Linked DNA regions of Mus musculus: region 2 is linked to region 1. The links are chromatin contacts, called in public Hi-C maps. All regions are on one chromosome and are shown on one strand. The core of a region is the stretch at or near the end of the contact, and the rest is flanking DNA. Distances in the headings are between cores, read along the strand shown.

The links. A called contact is a pair of places that touch in the nucleus more often than the background predicts.
Region 2: a contact with region 1 is called in a Hi-C map of cerebellum, with 2.9 times the contacts expected there. The contact joins two enhancer-like sites. A contact is called at or near these places in 1 of 484 Hi-C or Micro-C datasets (cerebellum) and 1 of 9 other capture datasets (embryonic stem cells).

Annotation. Positions count from the first base shown.
Region 1 is chr5:131,771,823-131,779,791 of GRCm38.p6, forward strand. All of the region lies in intron 4 of Auts2 (autism susceptibility candidate 2), which reads right to left. Among named protein-coding and RNA genes, the nearest start is that of 4930563F08Rik, 100 kb to the right of the region's middle. Within about 2 kb of position 3,994, at least 26 of the 459 cell types and tissues checked have an H3K27ac peak or open chromatin away from gene starts, as enhancers often do. A contact at or near this core is called in cerebellum, where this site is marked.
Region 2 is chr5:134,058,762-134,066,730 of GRCm38.p6, forward strand. Gm40339 (a long non-coding RNA gene) reads right to left here. Exons shown (of 6, transcript XR_868578.3): 3 at 3,809-4,397; 4 at 3,264-3,431. Among named protein-coding and RNA genes, the nearest start is that of Gm40340, 12 kb to the left of the region's middle. Within about 2 kb of position 5,105, at least 4 of the 459 cell types and tissues checked have an H3K27ac peak or open chromatin away from gene starts, as enhancers often do. A contact at or near this core is called in cerebellum, where this site is marked.

The sequences.
Region 1 (7,969 bases), core at 2,744-5,243:
TGGAACAGTGAGTGACCTTCCATCTCACACTTCTGGTGCTCTGCCTTGCCCACCATGATGGACTGGACCCCTGAACTGTGAGCTAAAGCAAGTTCTTCCATGAGTTACTACAGTTGGATGTTTGGTCACAGCAATGGGGAGAAGGAAAACTCCTTGCAGGTGACGTGCCAAGAATAATAAGTAGTGTGATAAGCCAAATACCAGTTGTTGCTCTAGATCTGGAAGAACCAAAGAAAGGGAATTATCACCCAGTTTTGGGTTTCTTGACAGAAGCAGAAGGGAAACAAAGACCCTATGCTCTTCTAAAAGCTAAGAATGTTTTGTTAACAGATCATGGGTTAAAAAATGGGGCTGGTGAGATAACTTAGTTAGTTAAATGTTTGCTGAGGAAGCACAAGGATTTTAATTTGGCTTGGTTTTCAGGACCCAGGTGAAAAAAATGAACATGGAGACACACATCTGTCATCCCAGTTCTTAGGGAAGAGTAAAGAGAGAGAGAGAGAGATCCCTGAAGCTTGTTGGCCAAGCAGCCTAGCTTAATCAGTGAGCCCCAGATCCTAGGGAAAGACTCAATAAAAAAGATGGACAAGTCCTAAGGAAAGTCACTCAGGGTTAACCTCTGGTCTCCACACACATGAGCGTGCACACATACATATATATAATGAAGGAGTACGTTAGGGTAAACGATGAGAAAGTATGATTGTAGGTATGGCTTCACTTTGTAGCCCTGGAGAGGTGCTACTGAGCTGGATAGGAGTCAATCAAGATGAAGCACAGGACATCTGAGGCACAGCCTCAGGCTGCTCTGTGGCTCACCCAACATACTGTGCAAAGGAGATCACTTTGTATGGGTGTTGGAGAGACAGCACTTGCTAGGAGGAGAGATGGCCACAGTGGGAACAGTTTGGCAACCAGGCCACTATCTACGCCAGAATAGTGCCTAGTTTGGGGGAGGGTGGAACAGATGGCTCAGTAGATCTGCAGTGAGAGTAGATAGGTCTTGGTAATACATGGCTAGGGAAAAGAAGTGGCAGGTGAGTCCAGGAGGGTGCCAAGGTTTTTACTGTGGCCACCTGTATATGGGAGCAGATGGAGTCACCAGCAGAAACAGGAAATGAACTAGGGCTGTCTCTGCAGGACAGATAGCCACAACTCTCTTCTCAGTAAGCTCATATCTTCTAGAGTTCAAAAAGGCAATGCTCTCTTTTCCTAATTTTTTTTTTTTATGGCATTGGGTGGGCTATGAGAACCATTTTGGTCACATGAGATGTGAAGTCTACAGAGGGTCCTAGGGTAGGGAAGAGTGGGTAAAGAACGAGTCTTGGACCTAAAAGATGGCTCAGGGAGTAAAGGCACTTGCCCCACAAGCCCAATAGCATACTGTGATCACCACATCCAAGGGTAGAAGGAGAGGACTGATTCCTGAGAGTTGTCACCTGACCTCTACACATGGTCTATAGCACGTGCATGCATGCAGGCCCATTACACCACACCATGCCACATACACACTCAAACACACAAACACACCACACATAGACATACTCACAGACACACACACACACACACACACACACACACACACACACACACACAGTTACCACCCCTCACACAGACATATTCACACATACACAGATAGCTACTGACACACTCACAGAATGTCCCCATATAGAAACACTCACAAACACACTCACATATACTCATACACACAGAAACCCCCCCCCCATAAAGACACTTACACATTTACACACAGATACTCCCCCAGACATAGTCAAACATACACAAAGACACCCATCCACACAATCACAGACACCCCCAAATACAAACACTCACACATATACTCACATATACTCACACACAGACACATCCCACATAGACACACACATACACACAAACACCCCCCATAGATATACTCACACAGACACCCATCTACATACTCACAAACTCCTACCACAGACACACATACTCACACACACACCCCACATAGATACACTCACACATACACATAGACATCCAGCCACACATTCACATAAAAACTCCCCCACATAGGCACACTCACACACACTCATATACCCACACACAGACACAACCTATACACAGATATGTACACACATACAGTCTTATACATACTCTCACACACACCATATACGCAAGCATACAATAATAATAAAGATTAAAAAAAAAACTCTCAGTGGCAGGCAGGTCCTATTTTCGTCTTCGAGTCTGACTAGATGAGCTCATGATTTGAGCATCTGCAGCAGCCATTTTGTAGAGTGTGGTTTAAGCAACTCCAAAAGCCTCACTGCCAAACAAGATGGAGAGGCCAACAGAAGAAAAGACTGGTTTCACTGAGCCACTGAACCCATGCCGGAATGGACTCCTGTTGTTGTTAAGAAAACAAGTTACTACTGTTTCAGCTACAAAGAGATGGTAATAAAATCTTCATCCAAATGGGGTTGTGTATGGAGACCACTGCATAGTATGGACCATTGTACCATAGTAAGTACGTTGCATTAACACACACACACACACACACACACACACACACACACACACACACACGCTCCAGGCTGGCTCTGAACCTGCTGCTTGGGCATGGATGGCCTTGAATTGCTGATCCTCCCATCTCTACTACCCTGGAGTGACAATTGTGAGGGCTATGACTCTACCTCTCCTTCCGCCTCCTTGGTGATCCAGCATTATCAGAGTGAGTGACAGCAACTTCATCAAGTCCAAGGGCATCGTTTCCAACCTGGCTTCCTACATCAGTCTGCCTGCATTTGCTGTCTTTTGCCCAATCCATGACTGGTTTCTCTATCATATCAGATGATCTGAGGAGGAGAGTGTGTGAGATGAAGACCCTGAAGGTCTAGAACTACGCATGGATGTGGGGGGTGGGGTGGGGGTAGACAGACTGTGTTCTCTCAAGTATACTTTCAAGGCTAACACAGCCTGATGGAGGAGGGTAGGGAAAAGAGGAGTCTTTTATTTATTTATTTTTCTTTTACTTTCAATTGCTGGGGGATGTAAACCCAGGGCCTTGTGTATGATGGGAAACTCTACAACTGAGCTACATTCCCCAGCCCAGAGTGGTGCCTTCTGTCATGCCTGCTCTTTCCCAGATGTTCACCACCATCCATATGAGGTAATGACAGCGGAGGCTGGAGCGACACGTTTCCCTCCATCCTCCAGGGTCTATGCTCAGGAGAAGGAGTCGGAAAAGTGGGGGAAGCTCCCTCTCCTGCCCCGATCCAAACAGCGGTAAGTCTCTGCAAATGGTTATTCCTATCAAAGCATTAAGCTTCCCTGCTTTAGGAGAGTCCAGTACTAATTTCAAGGTCCACTTAATTCTGCATCAAGTAATTACTGATATACCCAGAAGCACCTTGCCTCCAGAGTTAAGCATATGGTGAGGAACTGAGACCTACTGGTATCCATTATGGAAGCCACGCGGATGCCAAGCTGATTACAAATGCCGGGGCTCCCCACGCGCCACACTCATGAGTGACAGGCCCCTCGCAAGGCCAGCCAGAGTCTGCCAAAACACTGTCTGCAGCACCAGGGGCCCACATGGTGCGCTGAGAAAACAGTTCCATTTCTGGTATTAAATTCCCATACTGACCCAGGGACTTTGCTGTGGGCTCAGCAGGAGCTCACCATCCAATTTACAGCTCCACTCTCTGGAGCCTCCAGTGCCAGCCCCTGGCAGAGAGCAATGGCGGTCAACGCCTCCAGCTCATAAATTATGCAAAGGCAATAAATGCGTTCAGCAAACAGCTCCTGACGCTTGCCCGGCCTGGCTCCTCACACACTCTGCAGGAAAAAAAACAAAACAGAGAGAGAGAGAGAGAGAGAGAGAGAGAGAGAGAGAGAGAGAGAGAGAGAGAGAGAGAGAGAGAGAGAGAGAAAGCCAGAAGCTGGCTGCATACAAGAGGTCTATTCCACTCATAAAGGGGGTTTGTTGACAGCCCCAGATGGAAAGTGAGCTGGGGTCCTGAGCGGTCTTTCTGCCTCGCCAGCAGTGGTTTATAGGCATGCTTTATGAAAAAGGGAGGCTGTTTTATGGAGTCGGGGTGGGAAGAAGTCATGGTCTCAAATTCACATTAAATACACTGCCCAGCTTTCACACCCTGGGTTCAACCCGCTGTGGATTTTTTTCTGGGCCAGATGGTTGTTGGTCTTCAAAGGTTAAAGGAAGAACTGTCTGCTTCCCCTGTCCCTAGACACCCACTCCAATTTATAAGAGTTCACGCTGAACCACCTCCTGGTTCAGGTTTATGTTCTGGAGGAGGCAGGGAGATGGAAAAGGCATGTCAGGCTCAGAAACCGGTCCCAGCTGATTCTCCATCTTAAGCATTTTGACATCAGGGTCCTGTCTTGGTTTATTAGCAAACAGTTTGCCCACCAAATGGGAGCTCAAGGTGCCGGCGTGTTCTCCATGACAAGGATTCAAAGCCCTGAGAGAGAAGTGGAAATAGTTTCTTCCATCTTAGTAGCGAGAAGTGGAGGGAAAGAAGAATCGCAGTTGCTCGGCCCTCAGGCTCAGACAGAATTTAAACCACCATATTTGATGAGTCAAACTGGAGGCCTGCAGTGAACACCATAGGCTTTGAATGCAGAAATAGGAAGAAAAAAAAAATTCAGACACAGCCTCTGCCACCCCAACATGGCTACCATTCTAATGTAACTTGCCTGTCCTTTCATAAGCTGGACGTCAAGAGTTAGAGAGGTACCAAGCCCTCCTGTTTCAACTAGCGCATAAGAGCTTGGTGTGGTGATGTATGCTGTATGCTTGCTTGCTTATTTATTTATTCATTTATTTATTTATCTAATTTGCTCGAGACAAGGACTCATGTCTGCAGTCTGCTCCATGACCGTGGATGGACTCACGATCTTCTAGCCTTAGCCTCTCTAGTTTTGGGATGACTGGCCTGTGCCAGTCATTACTTTATTCATTCAATGAATGTACTGCTGGGATCAGAACCTAGAGCTTCTTGTATGCCGGGCAAATGCTCGTCCAACTGAGCTACACTCGCAACCCCTGAACATTTTAATAAAAAATAAATTAACAGAAAAATTCACTAGGAAAACAAGCAGGGCATGGTGGTGCAGGCTTAAAATCTAAGCGCGTGGGAGGAAGAAGCAAGGTGCTCTTTATGAGTTACAGACCAATGTGGGCTACATGATGAGTTTCTGGAGAGCCAAGCCTACCTAGATAGAGGTGCTGTCTCAAAAGACAAAAGCAAAAACAACACATTAAAATTTGTATTAGATTTAAGAGATAAGGTGATGCTAATGATGTCTCTGTAAGGTTCCTAATGCTTACAACAAGCCATCCTACTAATCACTGCACATAGCTCACAGGCAAGGCTGGGTTTGAGAAGATCTATTCTAACACGTCCCTGGCTCCAGCCATACTCAGGCATGCTCTAGCCGCATCCTCATGCCTGACCATCAGTGTAGTTAGCTATACCCTCTACCTGAGAATGTCTTCTTCGAGCTTCAACTTAAATGGTCTCTTAAAGCAATGCAAAGCTCTGTTTCCACTTTCTGAACAGCTACATTTTGGCTTTAGCCATGGGAGATGTCTTTCCTGAACAATGAGGTCTTGTCTTGATGTTTTACCCCCAGACCCTGAAACACACTTGGTGTTCAATTATTTCGATAAGTTTTATGTCAACTTGATACAAGCTAGAGCCACCAGAGAGGAGGGAGCTCCACTGAGAAAATGGCTTCCTAAAATCAGGCCGCAGGCAAACCTGGAGGGGCATTTTTAAAATTAGTGATTGGTGGGGGAGGCACCAGCCCATTGTAGTTGGTGCTAAGCCTGGACTAAGGGTCCCGGGTACTATAAAAAAGCAGGCTGAACAAGCCATAAAGAGCAAGCCAGTATGCAGCACCCATCCATGGGCTCTGCATCAGCTCCTGCCTTCAGATTCTGTTTGAGTCCTGTTTGAGTTTTTGTACTAATTTCCTTTGATGACGAAGGTGATATGAATATTTAAGCCAAATAAACCCTTTCCTTTTCAAGTTACTTTTAGTCATGGTGGTTCATCGCAGTAGGGGTAACCCTAACAAAGACATATTCCAATTGTGTGTTTGATTCTAGGTAAAGTGTAATTAACAAGACAGGAGACCTAAAGGGGGGTGGGGGAGGGTGGTGGGGGGTGGGAGGGGTGGTATCGGATACAGTAATATGGCTGCATAATACACTGGGAAGTTTGTTTGACTACACTTGGCAGATTACAAGTAGGTGCATCAAAAAAGATTTATATTTATCCATCCGTCCATCCATCCATCCATCCATCCGTCCATCCATCCGTCCATCCATTCTGTCATTTATAATTTAAAAGACCTGCATGATTGCTCAGCAGTCACTTGCTGCCAAGCCTGACGGCCTGAGTTCCATTCTGGAAATGACATGGTAGGAGAGAACCATTTCCCCCAAATTGTCCTCTGACATTAATGTTGCATGCACATGCACAAGAACACACGTACACAAACACGTGTCTCCGTGCACACACAAACAGGCACACAAAACAGATAAATAAGTAAAGTCAATAAAAAAAAATTCCTAGCAGCACATGGAGCACAGATGAAAATGTCGTCAATAAACAAAACACCAAAAGAATGGGATTATGACTTTTATTTCATTTTCTTGTAAGCAAGCCTGCCTCGTTTTTTTAATTCTGGAAATCTTGGTGTGTTTTAAGACTCTGTTCCGATTTTCAAATAAATGAAGGTCTGCGGCCTTGTTCGGCCTGTAGGAACCGGGGCTGGGTAGCCAGTGATGGGATGCATTCTTAAGCAGCAAGTGGCAGTCATTGAATACATCACACACAATGACATTGAGGAGGGCACTGCTCTCCATTCTGCTCAATGGACCTTGCTGGAGCAGTTATTCTGTATCTCAGATCCATTTATCATCACCACCAAAGATGTCAGTGCTGAACGCCACTTGCTGAACAAAGTTATTTTATTCTCTTTTCCGCCTAAAGGAAATGGGAGGAAAACGAGGGGGGAACTCCCCAACTTGTAAACCACACACACCATCTCAAATCAAGTACGATTTAACTTGGCCAGTGACAAAACAAATCGATTCCCCCTTTGGGCCAGGCGGTTTATCTAAGACAGTAAGGACATCCCTTACCTAAAAGCAATTTCTGAAGAAGCCACCTGAAGAAATCATGACATTTATTTCCTTCCGTTAAAAAGCCAGGAAACAGCCGTGTGACTAAACACATCCGCTGCCAGCCTGCCTGACTCCCTACACAAGCTAAAACATGCAGGCAGCCATCTTGTGCCAAAGAGCCCCTTTCCCCACTGTTTACCTAGCTGTCTCATTGGCTTTGGACTTTACATGACATTTAAAGCTATTGGGGCTCTTGAAATAAAGAGCATTTTAATCCTGAAAGTGGTTTTAGGTAGGGTTTTTTTCTTGGTGTAGAAAAAAAAAAACAAAAAACAAAAACTGATGGCTCCCTTCCTCCCTTCTGTCTCAACAATAACTCCACAGGGGGTCAAAATAGCTCAGATACAATGAAAGACTGATGAAAAGACATGCATGCTCTAAACCTAAGTCCAAAGAATACAGCAACACTCCTGGGATGAGCTCATTAGAAAAGAATACACAGTCCAGCTGTTCAGGAGACAGGAGAGCATAAGCTTGTCCAAGCTTCTGGACTTTGGTACCAATACTCCTGCCTTCCTATGTAGGGAGCTCTTGGGATGTGGTATTATGCATGTTGGAAATAGGCAGAGTTCAATCAACCAATGTGGTCTGAGAAGTGTGTGTGTGTACGTGTGTGTTGTATACATGTGTGTGTGTCTCTGTGTGTATACATAGAGGTCAGAGATCCATGCTTGCTATCTGCCTCTATTGCTCTTTGCCATATGTTTTGAGACAGTCTCCCACTCATCTGCAGACCACCATTTCAGCTAAACCAGTTGGTCAACAAGACCCTGAGATTTA
Region 2 (7,969 bases), core at 3,855-6,354, 2.3 Mb after region 1:
AAGTCGGCAGAAAACTGCTTTCGGTCGTATCTGATTTCCATATGGTTGTGTCTGCACTCCGTGGCAGCCCAAGGTCCAGCCACAGGCGAAGAGCTTGTCTCCCTGATGTGGAGTGACACTATCTGCCTCCGTGTTTCAGTCACCTCTATCCTGAGGCCCCTGACTGTCACTGTGGCATCCAGGGCCTCCGAGGACAACCTGCAGAGCAGATGTCAGAGAAGAGCTAGGACCCTGCACTGGGGTGTTCTTGGAAGCAAGACCATGGGCGCACTTCACTGTCTGCCCCACACGCAGGTGCCCCTCAACCTCTAAGAAAGGGTCAAGGGTCTCCTGAGTGTCTGGTTTCAAAGGCTGAGCTCCATCTTGCTGACAGGGAGAAATAGGAGGCAGCATTGCCTTCACATCGAGGCTGCCAAGCGCCTGCATGCAAGTGATAGAATCTGCCTTGAGGCAATCGCGGGGAGGGAGATTGAGTGTGAGGCCGGGCTTCTCCATGCTCTCCCAAGAGACTCATTCACCTCCAACTCACATACATCCGGCATGGAGAACAGCAGACATCGGGCACCATATGCATATACAACACACACTTGCACATACAGATACCACATACTTACGCTGCTGATAACCACATGCATGCACACATTGTATACCACATATATACATGCACACACAAAAGTGTCACGTGCACAAAATAACCACTTGCCACCTGCATACCTGACGTACACAGTAGAAATGCACACTACACACCACTTATATACATACTTACATGCACAACATATACCACTTGAATACCATGAACACACTATGCACCACATGTATACAGGAACACATAGCAAATGTCACATACACAAACCACTAAAATACCAATTGCATATCTGAAAAGCATACCATAAATGCACAGGTGTATCCTATGCAACACCTATATAGGGGTACAAGTAAACACATCACATGCTATACACAGATATTGCTTATATGCCACAAGCATCCACACATACAGTATACACATATTTGCAGCCTGTGTAGCATGTGCACACATGAACAATTCAAACACACACATTTGTTACATGCGTATGTTCCTCATATGTACATGGCATGTACAGCTATACATATAGACACATGTGCTCTATCACAAGCATACATGTGTATATCATAGCATATGTATGCTTCCCACCTGCTACCTTCATATATGTACACAGCAGGTACATGCATGCAGACAAAAATATGTGCCACAGACACACATGTACTCATAGCACATACTTGTACACATGCTGCTCTCATCTACATATGTTCATGTACATATACAGAACATACACACAGGCACACAGTGTGCACTGTTCACAGACATACACAGCATGTGCCAAATGTACAGATTCCTCACATGACATCTGCATATCCATACGTTCATACAAACAAGCACACATACACATATGCAGAAACACACAACGCATACTATGTGCACATACTGCTCACATAGCATTTGCATGTAGGCATACATGTGATACACATACCTATAGGCATGTGCTGAGCATATACAATGTTCATGGCGCCTTAATTTGGCACACTATATACATATGCAAACATACATATGCATGCATATGTATCAATACACATATTGCTTGATGCCATGTACAGGTATATATATATATATATATATATATATATATATATATATATGTATGTATGTATGTATGTATATGCACCCATATGTATGTATGTATGTATAAAGTGTGCACTTTATACATGAACACATAGCGTGTAATGTGCATACATAAATGTTCACATGGCATTTGCATGTATGTGCACACAACATATGAATACATAAAGGCACAAAGCAAGTTCCATGGGTATACATGCACACTTAAAGGCACACAAAATGTCTGTCATGTACTGTGCGCATGTACTCATGTGCCACCTGTATACACACTGAATGTTCATATATACAGACACACACAGTGTGTACCACATGTATACAAAAATGCATAGCAAATAACCTGTGCACATACTGTTCACATGACACATGTATACATATACATATATAAAGCATGCACTGTGATAAACATGAGTGCAGTTTGTCATCTGTCTATACTAATCACATGACACACATATTTATGCACAGATGTGCATGTGAAAACACACCATACACATGTATGTATGCACATAGGGCTTCTACTTGACCCCCCTCTCAGGAGCTGACCTCTCAGCCCACTAAGGCTGCAGTAGATACACAGTACCACCCATCCTGACCCAGTTCCCAGTGAAGAGCTCAGTCTGCACAGCAGTATGCAGAGCCCTGGAAGCCAAGGGGTGGGGGGTGGGGTGAGTGCACTTAAGGTTTGTGTACTCAGCCAGAAAGCAGATGCACCGGTACACCAGAGGCTCAGCTACAAAGCATCAGTCAGCCATGCCACTATAAGAGCTCCACAGACCCCAGGTCCCTTCCAATCGCTGCACACATATGAGCAGCAGCCCAGCTGACAGAAAACAGGGCTCTTGTACCCCAAGTGTAGACTAGGATCCTGACATTGAGAAACACAGTATGAGTCAGAGCTGGGACTGTCCTGGGATTCCTGAACTAGTGTGAAGCTAATACCAAATACACAGGCCACCTGAAAGAAGGCAATAATTTTTTAATTGACTTTTATTCATTCATTTATTTATTGTGGTGCTGATGATCAAATCCAAGGTCTTGAGAATGCTGTTTAGGAGCTCTACCACAGAGCCACGCCCCCAGCCCTCTCTGGGGGATTCTAGGCAGGAGCTCTACCACAGAGCCACGCCCCCAGCCCCTCACTGGGGGATTCTAGGCAGGGGCTCTACCACTGAGCCACACCCCCAGCCCCTCACTGGGGGATTCTAGGCAGGGGCTCTACCACTGAGCCACACTGGAATTCTTAAATCTCATCTCAGTCCAAGAAAGGGGTAGTTAACACCTAAGGGAAAGCGGGTATCTCTCTTATGAATAGGAGCCTGGGCCAATTGGGCACTCTCCTCTCTTCCCTATTCTCCATGTCCCAAGTAACAACAGCTAGAGGAAGACTGCCCCTCTCATATGTACTTCCATGTGTGCAGCAAGTATTCTGTGCTTGCCATATCACGTGGTCTAGCTCTTTTCCTTCCTCCATCCCTGGCTAATTTCGTCCTCCAGGCTATCCCCGGGATCCCTATTCCTCCCACATCCTGCAGTCTCTCTTGCAGTGAGCCCCCCATAAGACCCTCCTTTCCCTCCTCATTATCTCTACATGCAGAGGACATTGATTGAATACCTGCTAGATACTAGTACCATGCTGGGTGCAGCCACAGGTCGGGATCAATAACACACAGCCTCCTCCACTCCAAGGGCTGACAGGTGGGTTGTAGACACGGCACCCGGGGAGCTATTTACAAGAGAAGCTCACGGTACCAAATAAATCTCCTTCTGCCAAGGTTTTCATCTGAAAGATAAAGTCAGTTGAAGATGTTTAGCTTGGAAGGGAAGAGGCGAAGAGCAGAAGGCTATGCAGACCCCAGGCTAATCTTCCTTCCTGCCCAAGCACCAGATACACACAGGGCTTAGGATTTAGAGGCTCACAAAACAACTAACACATCATCCCATTGATGCTTGCCCTACGAAGACAATGTGCACGTTTACAAGTGCCTTCTGGGTACTGGACAACTAGAGCGTTTGGGGAGTAGGAACTTGGTGCCCTACCCCAAGTCTTTGAAATGGGTTTGAAAATTATCATTGAACCTACCTTTCCCAAGAGGAGTTTGAAGGGGGCATCTTTTTTTTGATTTACTTATTTTTATTTCATGTGCATTCATGTCTTACCTGCACGTATGTCTAGAAGAGGGCTTCAGATCCCCTGGAACTGGAGTCACAGACAGTTGTCAGCTGCCATTTGGATGCTGAGAATTAAATCCGAGTCTTCTGGAAGAACAGCCAGTGTTCCTAATCTCTGAGCCATCTCTCTAGCCCCTGTTTATTTAACCTTTATTTTTATTTTATGTGTGCTGGTGTTTTGCCTGCATGTATGGCTGTGCACCACGTGTCCCCAGGACTTGACTTTTAGAAAGAAGGAGAGAGAGAGAGAGAGAGAGAGAGAGAGAGAGCAGGGAAGACATCTCAGTGGGTAAAACGTTGGCCACGCAGGCATGAGAACCAGAGTACAGGCCTCCAAGTACCCACAGAAAAGCTGTGTGGGAGTGGAGGCTGCGTATAACCCTAGCACTCGGGAGGCAGAAAAGGGGATTCTCAGAGTCAGTGATACTGATGCAATCAGCAAGCTCTGGGTTCTTAGTAACAAAGGAAGAAACCCTCAGGTCTCCAAGTGCACACGCGAACCGGTGCAACACACGCACACACACACAGACAGCTCCATAGCAAGTTCAAGGTCAGCCTGGACTCCAAGAGATCATATCTAAAAAAAAAAAAAAAAATTTAATTTAAAATAAATAAATAAATACGAAAGAAAGAAAGAAAGAAAGAAAGAAAGAAAGAAAGAAAGAAAGAAAGAGGAGAGAGAGAGAGAGAGAGAGAGAGAGAGAGAGAGAGAGAGAGGAGAAAGGAAGGAAGGAAGAAATTGACACCGAAGAATGATGGTCTCCTCGTCCCCCTCTATAGTCTGACTTGTTGGGCTACAAAGGACAGAGAAACCGCAGGTTCTCAAGGTTCACGTTCCTCGCCGAGCCTGAAATACAAGTCCCAGAACCCTCTGCAGCCTTGAAATCAGTGTGTTCCACCAGCTACTGTGAGGGGAGCCTGGATCATAAGCCAGGACTGTGCTAACGTGGAAGATCCCCCAAATCGTGCCCTAAAACAAGAGGTGCCAACCGAACTGATGGGCTAATAGATCCCCTGCTCATGGGCTACAGGCTGAGCCATAACGGGATACTGCTGCCCAAGTAAGCAGGCAACGGAGCCTTCACCTCACCTCACCTCACCTCACCTCACCTCACCTCACCTCACCTCACCTCACCTCTCCCCTCCCCTACACTGTCCCCTTCCCCCTTTCCTTTCCTTCCCTTCCTCTTTCCTCCCCCTCCCAGTCTACCAGAACATTGGCAACTGTGAGGTCCAGGATATTTCCAAGCTGTTCAGCAACTCTGCAGACTTTGTTATGGATTCGGAGCGCCCCCTAGTGGCCATCTCCGCTATCTTTCCCACTAATGAGTAGCCCAGCCTTAAAGGCTAGGCCTGTGGCTTCTCATGTGCCAGGTATCTTCCCAAGGACCTTGAGGAGTGCTATTAGGCCAAGATCTCAGCCCCCGATGAGCACCTGCGGTTATCAGCTGCAGACATTATAACAAAACACTTGCGATCATTACCATTACTGGAGATATTAGGGTCAGAGCCTGGGCCCCTGGACCCACCTTTGCTCAGTAAGTCAATTAGGGTTTTGAGAGGATGTTGCATGTAAAAGAGCGTTCAGCCCAGCCTGATGATCTGCGGCCAATCACCATGACACACACGTTGAAAGCAGAGAACTGACTGCTTCATGGTATCCTCTGACCTCCACACGTGTGCACACACACACATATGTAAATGGGTCAAATGTTTTACCTAAGACACTGGGACAAGGAACGGTGACGGAAGTCCAGTGATACCCCACCTTCCGAGTCCACCTTCAGGGTCCTTATGTGAAGCGTAATTTAAATAGCTGAGAGGCGCGGGGATGGGGGTGGGAAAATGCCTCTACCTGAAGAGCACTTGCTGCTCTTCCGGAGGACAAGAGTTCTTTTCCCCTCAGCCATGTCAGGTGGTTCACAACTCCCTATGATGCCAGCACCAGGGGATCTGACATTCTCTTCCAGCTTCAGGAGGCCACCTGTACTCTCGTGCGCCGGCCGCCCTCTCTCTCTCTCTCTCTCTCTCTCTCTCTCTCTCTCTCTCTCTCTCTCTCACACACACACACACACAGAGAGAGAGAGAGAGAGAGAGAGAGAGAGAGAGAGAGAGAGAGATGCGCGCGCGCACACACACACACACACACACACACACACACACACACGCATGCGCACACATACACAAACAATTAAAAGTGAAATTGAACCTTTCTCGGAGGAGCTAGGTTCGGACCCACCCGCCACTGCCCCAGCTTTGCCTCAGCTCCAGTCTGCCCAGTGAAGTGGTTGAGAAGTCACCAGAACAGTGAGAAATCTCTCTCGAAACAAGCTCCACTTTGCCAGGCACCAGGCTTCCAGCCTTTTCCTTCTCCCAGTGAGAGACTCCTGAAGAAATTCCTGTTTCTTGGGGTCTATTGTTTCCAGTGGCCTGATAGATGGAAGAGAGGCTCTCTTTCTAATGCCCTCATTTCTGCCACGTTAGCAAGGTTGTTTCTAAATGGAAAGTTTATCTGGGTTCCCAACTGCAGCCGTTCTGGTCCATACCTGGACAGAACTTTTGAGGCCACCTATAGGAGTGTCCGAGAGCAAAGTAAAGCTATTCACCTCGTGGCCAAGAGGCAAAAATGAGAGGGAAGTTCAGCTGTCCCCTTTAAAAGCACATCCCAATGATATAAAGATTCACTACTGGGGGGCTGGTGAGATGGCTCAGTGGGTAAGAGCACCCGACTGCTCTTCCGAAGGTCCGAAGTTCAAATCCCAGCAACCACATGGTGGCTCACAACCACGCGTAATGAGATCTGACTCCCTCTTCTGGTGTGTCTGAAGACAGCTACAGTGTACTTACATATAATAAATAAATAAGTTAAAAAAAAAAGATTCACTACTGGGCCTCATCTCTAAAGGTCCCCCCACCTCCCAACAGCAGCCCCTTCAGAACAAAAATCACCAACACTGTGTCTTTGTGTGTATTTAAGATCCAAACCTTAGCAGCCATAGGAGACACACGCTCACAGGCACAAACATACTCATACACACACACACACAAATACACACAGAGAGACAGATAGGCAGACACATGCTCTCACATATCGCACACATACATACATATAAACCCATGCATTCACACAGAGACATACATGTACACAGACATACATACACAGACATACACACACACACACACACAATGCCAAAGATGTCCCTGCACAGGAAAGACACTAAGATCTCCAAACCTCTGCCCTGGCCCCAGAAGGCCACATACTCCTTTTCCAGTTTTTTATTAATAATTCCAGGGCAACCTCCTCATAGAATGCCTATCCCTAGAAATGTACCCACCCAACTATGGTATGGGAGTGTGTGTGTGTGTTTGTGTGTGTGTGTGTCTGTGTGTGAGTGTGTGTGTGTGTGTGTGTGTGTGTGTGTGTGTGTGTGTGTGTGTGTGTGTGCATGTCTGTGTGTGTGTCTGTCTGTCTGTCTGTCTCTGTGTTTTTCTGTGTGTCTTTCTATCCACCTGTGTGTCTGTGTACTAGGGCTTGAACACAGGCCTTCTGTGGGTTAAGCAGGCACTCTTCCACTAAGCCACACTCTGGCTGCTCACTTGGAGATTCTAGGCAGGCACACTACAAAGAAGTCACTCTCCTCAGCCCCTCGCTTCCTGGAAAGTGCTCTGCCACTGAGCCTCTCAGAAGGGACGAGATGCTAGATTAGTTAGGCATTTTACAAGCACTCCTTGAGGACCAAGAGCAGCAGTGCTCACCAGGACTCCCAGAACTTGGGGGAGGGGTGCTGAGGCAGGAGGCAAGCCCAGCCTCAACTACTTAGCAAGTCAAGGCTTGATGGAGATGCATGAGGTGTTACCGAAAAAAAAACAAAAATGTTGAATTAAATGAGACACCCTTTCAGCCCCTGCCAAGTGCGGATCTGTAGTTGGCACTGGAGACTGAATAATTCAACTGTGTGCTCTTGGGGCTGATGTTAGAACCAGAGACTGAACATCAAGCATCCTGTGCCAACAGTTCTCAACCTGTAGGTCAAAACTCCCACAGGGGCTACATATCAGATATTTACATTATGACTCATAACAGTAGCAAAATTACAGTCATGAAGTAGCAACGAAATCATGTTATGGTTGGGGGTCACCATACCGTGA